Regions from separate parts of the Mus musculus genome. Here region 2 is linked to region 1. A link is a contact called in public promoter capture Hi-C data. All regions are on one chromosome and are shown on one strand. The core of a region is the stretch at or near the end of the contact, and the rest is flanking DNA. Distances in the headings are between cores, read along the strand shown.

Evidence for each region. Capture Hi-C pulls out chosen DNA fragments and counts their contacts.
Region 2: a contact with region 1 is called in a promoter capture Hi-C map of pancreatic islet. The contact joins the promoter of Zfp652 here to the promoter of Nxph3 in region 1. A contact is called at or near these places in 3 of 484 Hi-C or Micro-C datasets (cortical neurons, embryonic limb bud and trophoblast stem cells) and 1 of 9 other capture datasets (pancreatic islet).

What each region holds. Positions count from the first base shown.
Region 1 is chr11:95,511,331-95,517,218 of GRCm38.p6, forward strand. Nxph3 (neurexophilin 3) reads right to left here and starts at 3,235. Exons shown (of 2, transcript NM_130858.3): 1 at 2,830-3,235; 2 at 1-202. The coding sequence starts at 2,883.
Region 2 is chr11:95,745,435-95,751,322 of GRCm38.p6, forward strand. It overlaps Zfp652 (zinc finger protein 652), which reads left to right and starts at 3,633. Exons shown (of 5, transcript NM_201609.2): 1 at 3,633-4,713. The coding sequence starts at 3,817.

The DNA of each region.
Region 1 (5,888 bases), core at 1,985-4,484:
GGCGGTTGGGGGGCTGCCCAAGGACACCCCAAACCTCCCCGGGTGGGGCTAACAGCCCTAGGAGGGTGGAGTTGGCCAAGGGGCGGGACTTAGGTGAGATATGACCTCGCTTGCGAGGCACCCTAGGCCGAGGCTGGCCCTCATGGTCATCGTGTTCAGGGTCCTCTGAGCCAGGCGGGCCATCGTCTTGGCCGCAGATGACCTACGGAGGGATTTGGAAAGAGAATTAGAACCTTGTCCTCAGAGGACCTAGAAGATTTGAGATCTGGCAGAGCATCCCATCAGTATCTACCTGGTCTCTGTCCCTGTCTACTCAGGCTAAAGGGGTGGGGTGGGGAAGTAAGCACTTGTTCCCTTGGGGGTCAGGTGTGCACCCTGGCTCTTTCATAATCCACCCTCGTGTTCTGATGCTTCAGTCATCTCCATATCTCATCTTTACTGCCCTGCCTCAGCCTGCCATTCAAAATCTGGAGGGGGTCTTCTGGACGTCTCTCCTCTCCATGGACTAGGGTACCAGAGACATACGACTCTACTCTCCAGATAGGTCCCAGTCAGATGGGAGGGCTTGGCTTCTGATCTTGCAGAAGACCCCCCCCCCAGTCTGAAGGGAATGCAGACTGTCTACCCCTTTCCCTCCAATTTATTTATTCACTTCTCAATCACAGCCTTCTTCTCCTCCCAGTCCCTCCTCCCACTGCCCCTCCCCCATCTCTCCCTCTCCTTCATCTCTGAGAAGGGTGAGGTCCCTCCTGGATAGCAACCCACCCTGACACCTCAAGTCACTGCAGGTCTAGGTACAGCCTCTTCCACTGAGGCCAGCCAAGACCGCCCAGTTAGGGGGAGAGTTTCTACCCTTGAAATGTCCAGGTGCCTGGGAAGTGTCACTTCTTTCTATCTTCCAGGAGTCCTTCACCTAGAGCTGGGAGTTGCAATTTATTTGGGGAGCCCCACCCCTACCTTGGGAGCTCCCTTCTGTCAACACACACACACACACACACACACACACACACACACACACCGTATATCTTTTAAGACGTTTTAGTCTTCTGGCTAGGACACCGTTCCTAGCCCAGTATAACTGCCGACTTTAGAGGCAAAGACAGCCTATGCACCACAAAATACGAATCCAGAACCCAGCCAGAGTCCTGGTCAGTTACCAGTTTGGTTCAGGTTTTGCTAAGGCTAGGAGACCAGGAGCAGATGGCACACCCAGGATGGCCAAGCTTGTGGGAGCAAAATCCTCCTCTGGGGAACACGTGATGACATGCCAAGATGGCACTTGCATGATGAGGGACCAGCTCTTGTGAGTCCCATTTCACAGGTGAGGACATCGGGCCTTGCAGGTTACATCACAAGACATGGGCCACAAGTGTCAGCCTTCCCATCAACAGACACAGTCCCACCTCACGACCTTTTGCAAAAGACTTTTATCAAAGCCCTGTTTCCACCTGGAATGCCCTGTCAGACTCCGCCAGGGCTTGTCTTGCCTACACAGGCTCAGCTATGGTGACAGGCCACACCTTGGGGAGGCTTTCCTGGAGGAGAGTGGAAAGAGCCAGCGGGGCTCAGCAGAGCAACAGGGAGGTTACCTGGTTCCCTAGGCTCCATGGCCTGAATGTGTGTTTGCTCAGTTCCCGAAACCGAGTTCTTCCCAGTGTGTCTATGTCACCAGTGAGGGGACAGGAGCTCAGCCACAACATCTGGACTGATGATGACATGGGTGGGGCGGAGGGAATCCTGAGGAGCTGGGATGGGAGGCTCCAAAGGGTTTAGTTCTTATGCTCTTGCTCTGGCCTTGGTGACCAAGCCAGTCTCGGAGTTAAGGCTGCTCCTGCCTCCCAAGTCCCCAGTGCCCCAGGGTCAGGAGTCAAGAAGGAAGGCTCCTGGGTTTGGGTTTAAGGCTGCCCACCTGTGCGTACTTGGCTCTAGGGTTTAACTAAATGGTTGAGACAGTCAATAGCTCAGTAGTAAAGAGGGCCACAGGAAAGGGCCAAGCAGGGAAGACATCCTCCCTAGTCCTAGAGTGGACTAGGAATGGAAGGGTTGCTGTCAATGGGAATTGTTTTGAGGAAGGGGGCCGTTCCAGTGGCGCCGAGGCGGAGGCTTCTCCAGGACAGGATTAGGGTCGGGACAGATGTGGGGCGGTGGGCGCGGGTCGCGAGAGAGTTAAGCTACAGGGTAGGGTCCAGGGTGGGGTTCCAAGGCACCCTGGGCCGCGGGGGAGCGGGGTCTGGGCGCTCAGCTCAGCTGCTTTGAGCGCCTGGGGCGGGAGCCGCCTGCCCAGGTCCTGTGGGGCTCGGGCTGCGCGCTGCCGGGAGAGGCGAGGAAAACAACAGGCGAGGAGGGAGGGAGCGAGAGGGACGGCGGGAGGCAGGGACGCGGGGGCTGCCCCCGGTCCGCCCGGGTTTGGCGCGCCAGGGCCCACAGTTCGGGATTCTCTGGGCCCCAGAGGTCAAAGAAGAATACCGCGTCCCCTGGCCGGGCAGGTCACCTGCCCCACCCCCGTTTCGCGCGTCCTGGGATGCTGCTACGAGAGGTCGGGTAATCCTTGGCTACTCAGCTTGGGGGGCCTTTTCCCTAGTGTCACTCGCACCTCCCGCGATCAGCCGCGGAGTGGGTGGGCCATCCAAGCACCCTCCTCCCCGCCCCTATTAACCCTTCCAGTCCGGCCTCTGGCCTCGGACCCGCCCTCTCCCCTAGCCTCCAGCGTTCACCGCATCCCCAGGATGCCGGGGTGGGGGGAGGGAGAAAGTTTCAGGGCTCCGCAGCTTCCCGCGCTCTCCCCATCCCCTGGCCCCCGCCCTGCGCCGCTCCCCGCGGACCACTCACCAGATAGAGGCTGCCCTGCACTAGGAACACGAAGCAGCAACGGGTCAGTTGCATCTTCCTCCTTTGCTCTCACCCGTCTCTCTTTTCCTTTCGGGGTCCCAGGCCCCCTCCGTCCCGGACTGCTCCTTCAGGCGCGCTGTCCCATGCTCCGGTCCCCGGTGGCTCGCGGCCCTCCCCTCAGCCAGTTGCTGGGACCGACCCCGCCCCCTTCGGTCCAGCTGTGCAGCCGCCGCCCCCTCCCCGAGTCCAGCTGCTCGCCGCGCGGTCCCTTCTCCCAGTCCCAGATGTGCGCCCGGAGCGTCTCGAAGGGGCTCCGGCTGAGCGGTGACTCTGCCGCTCCAGACAGGCGCTCGGCGCCCGGCTTGTTTCCAGAGGCTCGGCTCTCACCCAGATGTGCTGGGGACCTGCGCGCGCGCCCGTCCCCGGTGCTAATTCCCCAGACCAGACGGCCCCTCCCGCCCCGTCGTGGCGCGCCCCCTGGCGGACGCCCCGGGCCACGCCGAGCCGCGGCCGCCCGCTCCCCGCTCTGCGCCCCGCCAGACTGGAGCGCTCCTGGCGCCCAGGCGCCTCCCGCTTCCTCGTCCCTCCCACTGGCGGCGGCGGCGGCGGCAGGTACGGTGAGCCCAGTCGGTACCTCCGGATTTAACTCCTCCCCTGCCGGCCAGCAGCCTGGGGACCTGGGACGCCCAATTTCCAGCGTAGGGGACAGGAGGAGGGCGGAGGAGCTCTGGGTGAGGAGGCAAGAGGCTGGAAGACCGCGGATGGGGACACCAGCTTTTCCGCCCTTCTGGCAGCGCGCCTTCTTTTCTGTAGCGGGCACACGGGAATCTGTCGCTCTACCTACCTCCACCCTAGGAGTCCTAGAATTTGGAAAGACGACTCTCCCTAAATCCATTTTTAAGGGCTCAAGGATATTTACAGCGGATCACAGCTGATGGTTCCTGCAAGACTTGATGAGGGTGCTAAGGGAAGTTCTTCTAAGTGTCTAGCTCGCACCCTTTTTCCTAGCACATTCGTTCCTTTTCTTCTTAGACGACCTAAGAGCAATCAGTACGAAGCATTTGGTTGAGGCGCTGGGCTGAAGAGACCACTAGGGTCCAGGCTGGGTTCTGAGGTTGGGGTAAGGGTTTGCCTCCTGAGAAATAGAGGCATAAATGGCGTGAACAGGCCTCTCAGAGCATGTTCTTCCCTACCCATTTCCCACGGCACAGGTGTCACCAGGCGGAAAAGGGCCCCACCCCAGTGGGGTCCTAGGTTGCTCTGTTCTCTTCAAATCACCAAGACAAGAAAGATTAAGACCTAGACAAGAGATCCCAAAGGGTCAGGACCACCCTCCTGCCCTCAATGGCTAGACATCCTTCTGAGCTCTTTACAACTCCTTTGGTCTTTAGAAAAACAAAAGGTCGAATCCTAGGACCCGCATGGAGGCATTTGGAGTGGCCCCAGCCTACACTGGGTCTACCGGAAGCTCTCCACACTCTCTTCTGTGGCCCTCTGAGATCCAGTGTGGTCCCTGGCTGCAGCCCCCAGCTCACACCCAGCCTCCTCCCCCACCATCTGCCAGGCGTTGTGCGAGGAATGCAGATGAATCTTAATATCAGCCTGGGCCAAGTGCAAAGAGGGAGAGACTGCAGAAGGAGGTAGCTTGGATGAGCCCCCTGTCTCCTGGGTGCCCTGGGCCTTTCGGGCTCTTTGCAGTGTGTGTGTGTGTGTGTGTGTGTGTGTGTGTGTGTGTGTGTGTGTGTGTACTCAAAGACTGCCAAAGGCAGGGGAGGAGGAAGGAACAGGTAAAATTTTGTGTGGCCTTGGAGCTTCTGGTCCAGCTGGGAGAAAGATGCTGTTGGTCTGAGCGTGGGCAGCTAGTTCCCGCTCTCAGCTTGACAGAGACGAAGCTGGGCTCACTCCTTACTCATTCCAAGTCTTGCCCCCAGGAAAGCAGTGTGGCCCAGCAGAAGGGGTACTGTTTTCAAGCCAGACAGTCTTAGATTCCACGCCAGGCCCCAGCCCATTGTGTGACCTTGGGCAGGTTACTGCCATGCTGGGATGCCAGGTTTCAGATCTTTCCTTTGGAGGTGGGAAGAACACAGTGTGTGTCCCCAGTGCGGGCGCCATGGTTGGCGGGCACCGTGGGAGTGCAGTAAACGGAAGGGCTCGCTTTTGCACTTCCCACACATTTGCTCTGGCTGCTCTGCCTGCCACGCTTGCCCCCACTCCCCTCTTGGACACTCCTGGCTCCCACTTCAAGTTTCTTCTCTGCCTTCATCCATCAGCCAGTGGTAGAGCCTATCCTCCATACCAGGCTCCCATCCAGAGCCTGAGTTACAGAGATGAATGGGACACCATCCCTGCCCTCAAGGATCTCCTAGCCCTGTGTGTGAAAATCAATCATTATAACTCACTGGGATGCGTGCAAAGACACAGTCCCCATAGGGCCTGGAGGATGTACCCGGAGAGGTGGGGGAGGGGCAGGAAGGTCAGGGCATCCCGGAGGTCAAGAGGAGTAGGGCTACTTCTGGCAGGAAAACAGTTTGCTGTTCTGGAGTGCCTCCTCCAGGGGAAGAAAGGAGGCAGGGATCAGCTTTTGTGTCGGCTGAAGGGGTCTGGTTTATGGGGAACCTTGAAAGGGTTTTTAAGGGACTGGTTACAGTCCTGCTTGTGTTTTGGAGAGCTTTCGGAGAATTCACTAGGAAGAGGAGGGGGAGGGGAAGCAATTAGAAGACTAGGGTTGGGGGCCTGAAGACAGCAGCAGCAAGCAAAACCAGAAAATGAAAACCAGCCAGGCTTTTGCTGTTGCTGAGGTACAGGATGCAAAGAGGGAGGAGGGGGTAAAGGTGCCAGGCAGTGTCCTGCATCTGACAGGCTGCATGCATGATAGACTGGGGGGAGGGCAGGGCGGCGGCTTGTGCCCTGGTCAATGGAGGAGGATGCCTTGGGGGAATTCAGCTTTAGCTATGACATCTCTTTATGCTATGCTGCTGTTGGCCATCCAAGGGCACCTGGAAGTCTGACCTGGGATGTGGGGCATGCTGGAGAAGTTGTAGGCACCGGAGGAGGAGCTC
Region 2 (5,888 bases), core at 2,383-4,882, 230 kb after region 1:
CCTTTTATGTTGCTGATTCATTTCTGATCCATGTATGTGCTGTAGAAGTGTGAAGAAAAACAGGTAGGGAGCTAAGGAGGGAAGGCAGAAAAAAATTGCGTTTCTATGCTTTGTCTAAATACACTCTATAGATAAGAAAGAATAAGACCTCTTTTCTTAGTTTGGAACTCGGGGCTCTTGGGAATTTATTGATGGGTTCTTAGAAGTGGGCGCCAACCTGGAAACTGCATGTGAAATTTTCTGTGCTCTGTTTCTGGGTAGTGAGATTTTTAATTTTAAAGGAATCTTATAGTGTTTTAGAATTACTACTAAGAAGAGATAAATGTAGGCTTGCTGGCAGGAAAAGTCATCGGGTGTGTTGGCAGTTCATCTTTTCTCATTGGCTGTGTTCTGGGTATGTTATGATTTTGGAGTAAACCTTCCTATCTGGTTCAAATGTTTTTGTTTTAGACTATTTATTTATCCCTGTAGGTCTAAGACTAGATGAGATCCCCTCCCCGAAGTGCTACTCTTTGAAATGCCAAAACATTTTACTAGTGAGAAAATAACAGATGACTAGCATTCCCGGACACTTTTCCACACATCTAAAGTAAGCTGTGTGTGTGTGTGTGTGTGTGTGTGTACGTGTGTGTGTAAGTAAGCCATAGTGGTACAAACCTGTGATCCTGTTACTTGGGAGGCAGAGGTAGGAAGGAGCTCGAGATTGAGGCCAGTTCAGGCTGAGTAATGAGACTGTTTGACTGATGCACACAAAGACCTGAGTTTGGTTCCCAGCACCACATAAAACTGGTAGTGGTGGCACCTGCTGGTAATCCCAGCACTCAGCGAATAGAGGCAGGGGATCAGAAGTTCAAGGTGGGAGCTGGTGAGAAGGAAGACAGTATGCACACTGTCCACTCTCACTGGCCACTCTCCCAGAGGAGCCAGGTTCAGTTCCCATCACCCACATGGTGGCCTACAGCCATCTCTTAAGTCCAGCCCCAGAGGAGCCCATGCCTATTTCTGGCTTCCTTGGGCACCAGCTGTGCTCACTGTACAGAGATCTACAGACAGATAACAAAACACCCATGCACATAGAATTAAAAATAATTTAAAAAAGAAGTTCAAAGTTACATAGTTTGACTCCAGCCTGGACTATATGAGACTCTATCTTAAAAAAGAAAAGAAGTTAATAAAGTATTTGTGACTTTTAATTTTTGTAAAATACAGAATTGTAGGGCCAGGCATGGTAATGCACACTTTTAATCCTAGGACTCTGGAAGCAGAGGCAGGCAGATCTCTGTTCTGTTAGTTGCAGGTCTATAGAGAGAGTTCTGGTTCAGTCAGGGCTACATAGTGAGAACCTAGTTTGTTTGTTTGTTATAAAGAGGCTATTTCTCACTTATTTTCATTATCTACATAGGCTTTTTTTTCTTTTTTGTTAGTGATCTTAAAAATAGACTAATGTATTAAAAATTACATTCTAGAAAACTACCCTTGGTCATGGCTAGACTGAGCCCTCCCAACACCCTAGCATCAAACTTGATATGAAGGTAAAAATGACTTCCTTTGACTTTGGGAACATCCTGCCAGCCCTCCTGCTGGGAGCCACACGTGGGCAGAGCCATGCCAGGCTTTCTTCTGGTACTTGAGAGCTGTTGAATTTTATTAGAGCCTGAGCTATGTTGGATTTTAATAGAAAACTATCTCAGTGACACACACACAATGCTTCTTACCGTAAAGATAAAGAGTTCCTTTTAATTAACACTTATTTCTACATTTAGATGACGTTTGTGGGTAATGGCGAGTGCTTTGAATGCTGCTGGCATCCTGGCAGAGTAGCTTACTTAGGATGTAGCTGCTTCTTTGGCCCAAGGGGTTGTTTGATGAACCTTAGGTGCTTCAGCTGGCTTGTGGTGAGGAATACATATTTGATTTTGTTCTTGTGTGGAGACTATTTGTGCTAGCAAGTCCTTAGATAGTACCTGAGAGCAACTCTGTCCTCATACAGGTCGATTACTACAACTAGTATAGTATCTAGCAGATGGGAAACACTTACCTGTTTAACAAGGATGTGACCAAGTGCTTTGTATAAATGCAAATCCTCTGATTATTTATAAACTAGAGAATTGGCCAGACCTTACAGTTGTGTAGTTTGCTGCTTGGCTCCCACTTTTTGCATTAATGGACAATTTAAGTGGACTATTATTAGTGGACTATTGTTGCTACAGTTTAGGATCGACAGTACCAGAGTCAGGTTAGAAGTAACCGTATTTATTGGTCTCTTTATGAGCCTCGTTGGTTACATGTTCTCTTCCCTAACAGTGTATTCGCTTTATGTAGAGCAGCTCAGCAGGGTCTGAGTGACTCCTGTTACCTGTTAAAGTTACATAGCAGTTCAGCGTCAAGTGTACTGAACAGTTTCTTACTAAGGTTATTTCGTAGCAAGATTTCACTCACTTCAGCCGAGTAGAACCAATATATTAAGAAAAAGCCATATCATTCATCCCAGGCCTCGGGGGGCAGAGGTAGGCAGAACTCTGTGAGACCAGGTGGCCTCGTCTGTACAACAAGTTCCAGGACAGCCCGGCTACATAGTGAGACCCTCATCTCAGGAGGAAGAAGGGGGAAAGTTAAGCTTTGCTTATTTTAATTAATTAAAAATTAGCCCCAAAGTTTTGCAGTAGGTACTAAGTAGATGCTGAATAATAAAAATGTCTCTGGTGCCCATCACATGACAGACATTCAGTAAATACTGTTTTCCTTCCTTTTGTCAACTCGACTATACAGGTCCTCCATTGTCATTTGTATGACTCAGCTGCAGGGTAGCTGGCAAAATAGCAGTATAAGCATGCTGCAAGCAGATTGTATGCCCGTCATTGTTTTTTCATGGATGGTTTTAGTTTTCTTAGAACCGTGCCGACCTGGTGGTGACTGATTCTCAGAATTTTGACTTCTCTGCAACTGACACATGAAAAGTCACCCAGTTGTAGCATGGCTGTGCACCAAGTGTCAACCGCCTCAGCGGTGCTCCCATAGCTGAGGCAAGTTATGGTGACGGTTCATTTATAATTATTAAAGGCCAGGTCGGTTTCCTTGTGTGGTTGTGCCAGTTAGCTGCTCTAGTTCTGTGGCCTGCAGTGCCCATGTGGCTGCCCTTGTGTGTGGGTTCTCACTCTGGTAGATGTGGTGGCTGATGCTGAAGGAAACTGCCAGTATGACTCCCTTGAGTGTTTCATGGCCTTTTGTATCATGAGACTGATACCAGCAGACCCTGCAGCATCCAGTGTGGCAGACATCATGTGGTAGTAGGTATTTCTTCATCAAACACATGCTGTCTGCTTTAAAGATAGTTTGGTGAATTTGACAGATATGGCTCTTGGTATGATAGAATTTACATTCTAACTGAAATTGGGGACTCATACAAGCCTGTAAAATAATATCCATTTCAAACCATTTGAGGAGAATAATGAATCAAAGTGTATGGAATGTAATGATTTTAAATTTTGTGTGTTGTGAGGAATTCCATGGCCTAAGAAGAATATGGTGATATAATTTTTTCCCTCATTTTTTTTTCTCTTTATAGACAAGATGCTCCAAGTCCCCTGCAGTTCTCTTCGAAAGAAGACGAGGAGTGCTCTGCGCCTGCCGTAAGAACAGCCCTTTTTGACTTAAGGTGGCGGTGGTGCTGTGACACAGGAAGAACTGCATGCAGGCTGCAGGAGTTTCTTATTCTCACTTCTTGAGTAGTTAGTTCTCCGTGGAGGGAGAAAGATTTGAGTCTTAATTGCCCTGTTTTCAAGGTGTTCTGTGTCGTCTGAACTGGGCCACTTCCTAATGAGCTACACAGCCAGTCCTTGTCCGGAGCTGGTTGAACCCTGTGCAGTGCATGCAGAAGGAATGGCCCAGGAAGAGAGCCATCGAAGTCAGGCGCCACCCACCTTCTACCATGGTGCCAGCCAGGAGCTCGACCTGTCCACCAAAGTGTATAAAAGGGAGTCTGGAAGCCCTTACTCTGTGCTAGCAGACACCAAGATGAGCAAACCACATCTCCACGAGACGGAGGAGCAGCCATATTTCAGGGAGCCAAGGGCAGTGTCTGATGTGCATACTGTCAAGGAAGACCGGGAGAATTCTGATGACACGGAAGAGGAGGAGGAAGTCTCTTACAAAAGGGAGCAGATCATAGTGGAGGTAAACCTTAATAACCAAACATTAAATGTCTCTAAAGGGGAAAAGGGTGTCTCTTCCCAGTCCAAAGAGACGCCTGTCCTTAAGACAAGCAGTGAGGAAGACGAGGAAGAGACTGAGGAGGAGGCCACAGATAACAGCAGTGACTACGGAGAGAACGGACGGCAGAAGAAAAAGGAGAAGCAAGTGGAGAGAGTCAGGGTTACACAGAGGCGAACCCGGAGAGCGGCCTCTGCTGCCGCAGCTACCACTTCCCCTGCACCCCGCACAACTCGAGGCCGTAGGAAAAGTGCAGAGCTACCCAAGAGGAAGAAGCGGGCCACCAAGGAGGCTAAAGCGCCAGTTCAGAAAGCTAAGTGTGAAGAGAAAGAGACTCTGACCTGTGAGAAGTGCCCCAGGGTGTTTAATACTCGCTGGTACCTGGAGAAGCACATGAACGTTACTCACAGGCGCATGCAGATCTGTGATAAATGTGGCAAGAAGTTTGTCCTGGAAAGTGAGCTGTCCCTTCACCAGCAAACAGACTGTGAAAAAAACATTCAGGTAGGTCTCACCAGCGGAGGGCAAAGTTTCCAGGCTAGGACCTGGCTGTTCAGAGTCATCTGGTGTCTGCCCAAGAGGATAGAGGCTGAAGGGACAGATTTCACCAATTATCACTTTAGACTCTGCTGCTTGGGTCTTTTCAAAACCAAGGCTTAATCCTGTCTTTCAAAAGCATTACACTTAACTGACGATGGATTAGTGAGAACCAGGTGCACTGGAAGGGGGATTGGTTATAGATGACTGACTGGGATGTAAAGTCAGCGCCGACTTTGCACTGAGAGTCTCTGTTGTGGGACCTGTGAGATAATTCATTCTGGCATCTTCTGTCACGGTGGGAGGTTTGCCGAGTGAGGGCCAGGAGTAGAGAAAGGTCCTTTCCAATTAGAAGGATGTCAGAGTCTAGTGCAGCTGATGGGGACAGAGACCATGACTCAGACCTGTGGAAATGGAAGATCTCCTTACACCCGTGGAGAGATGGCAACACTAAATGTGTCAAGAGGCAAGCCCGTGGGAATATGCAAACCTTAAACAGAGGCTGAGCTGTTTGAAAATGTTGCTTACCTGGCAGTAGGGTTACATAATAATGTTGCTGTACAGTGCTGCTGATGTAACAAAGCGTGCTATTCAAACCACTCTGGTGTCTTGGAAAGATTGTACTGTGACAGGTTAAGAGGTGTTGAATTTATTGCAGCTATATTGGTGTATGTATATGTTTGTGTATTAATGGATATTCATACATGGTAAGTCTGTTATGTGTCCATAAGATGTATATAATAATTACCATATTGAAGCTAACTTTAAAAGATAAATTGTTTTACTTTTGGTGTGGGAAGTTTAATTTTCTCTTTTAGACAATTGTTTTTAATCAATAACTGAATGCCTTTCTTTAAAGAGATTTTTGGTTTTTTTTATAAGCCACTGATTTAGCTTGTAAATCATGACATGATAGAGGTATGCTGGGTAAATAAAAGAGACTCTGGCCATGTTCTCCAGCAGGTGCCTGGGCAGAAGTTGGTTGCAGGGTCAGTCCAATGGAGCATGGTTCAGTGCTGCCCCCTAGAGGTCAAACTTGGATTTCATAGTGGCTCTTTACTGAAAAGGCATTCCTCATTTCTGTCTCTATGATCTGCTTATTTTGTGGGTTCCCTCCCTCCCTCCGTCCTCCCCCTCTTCTT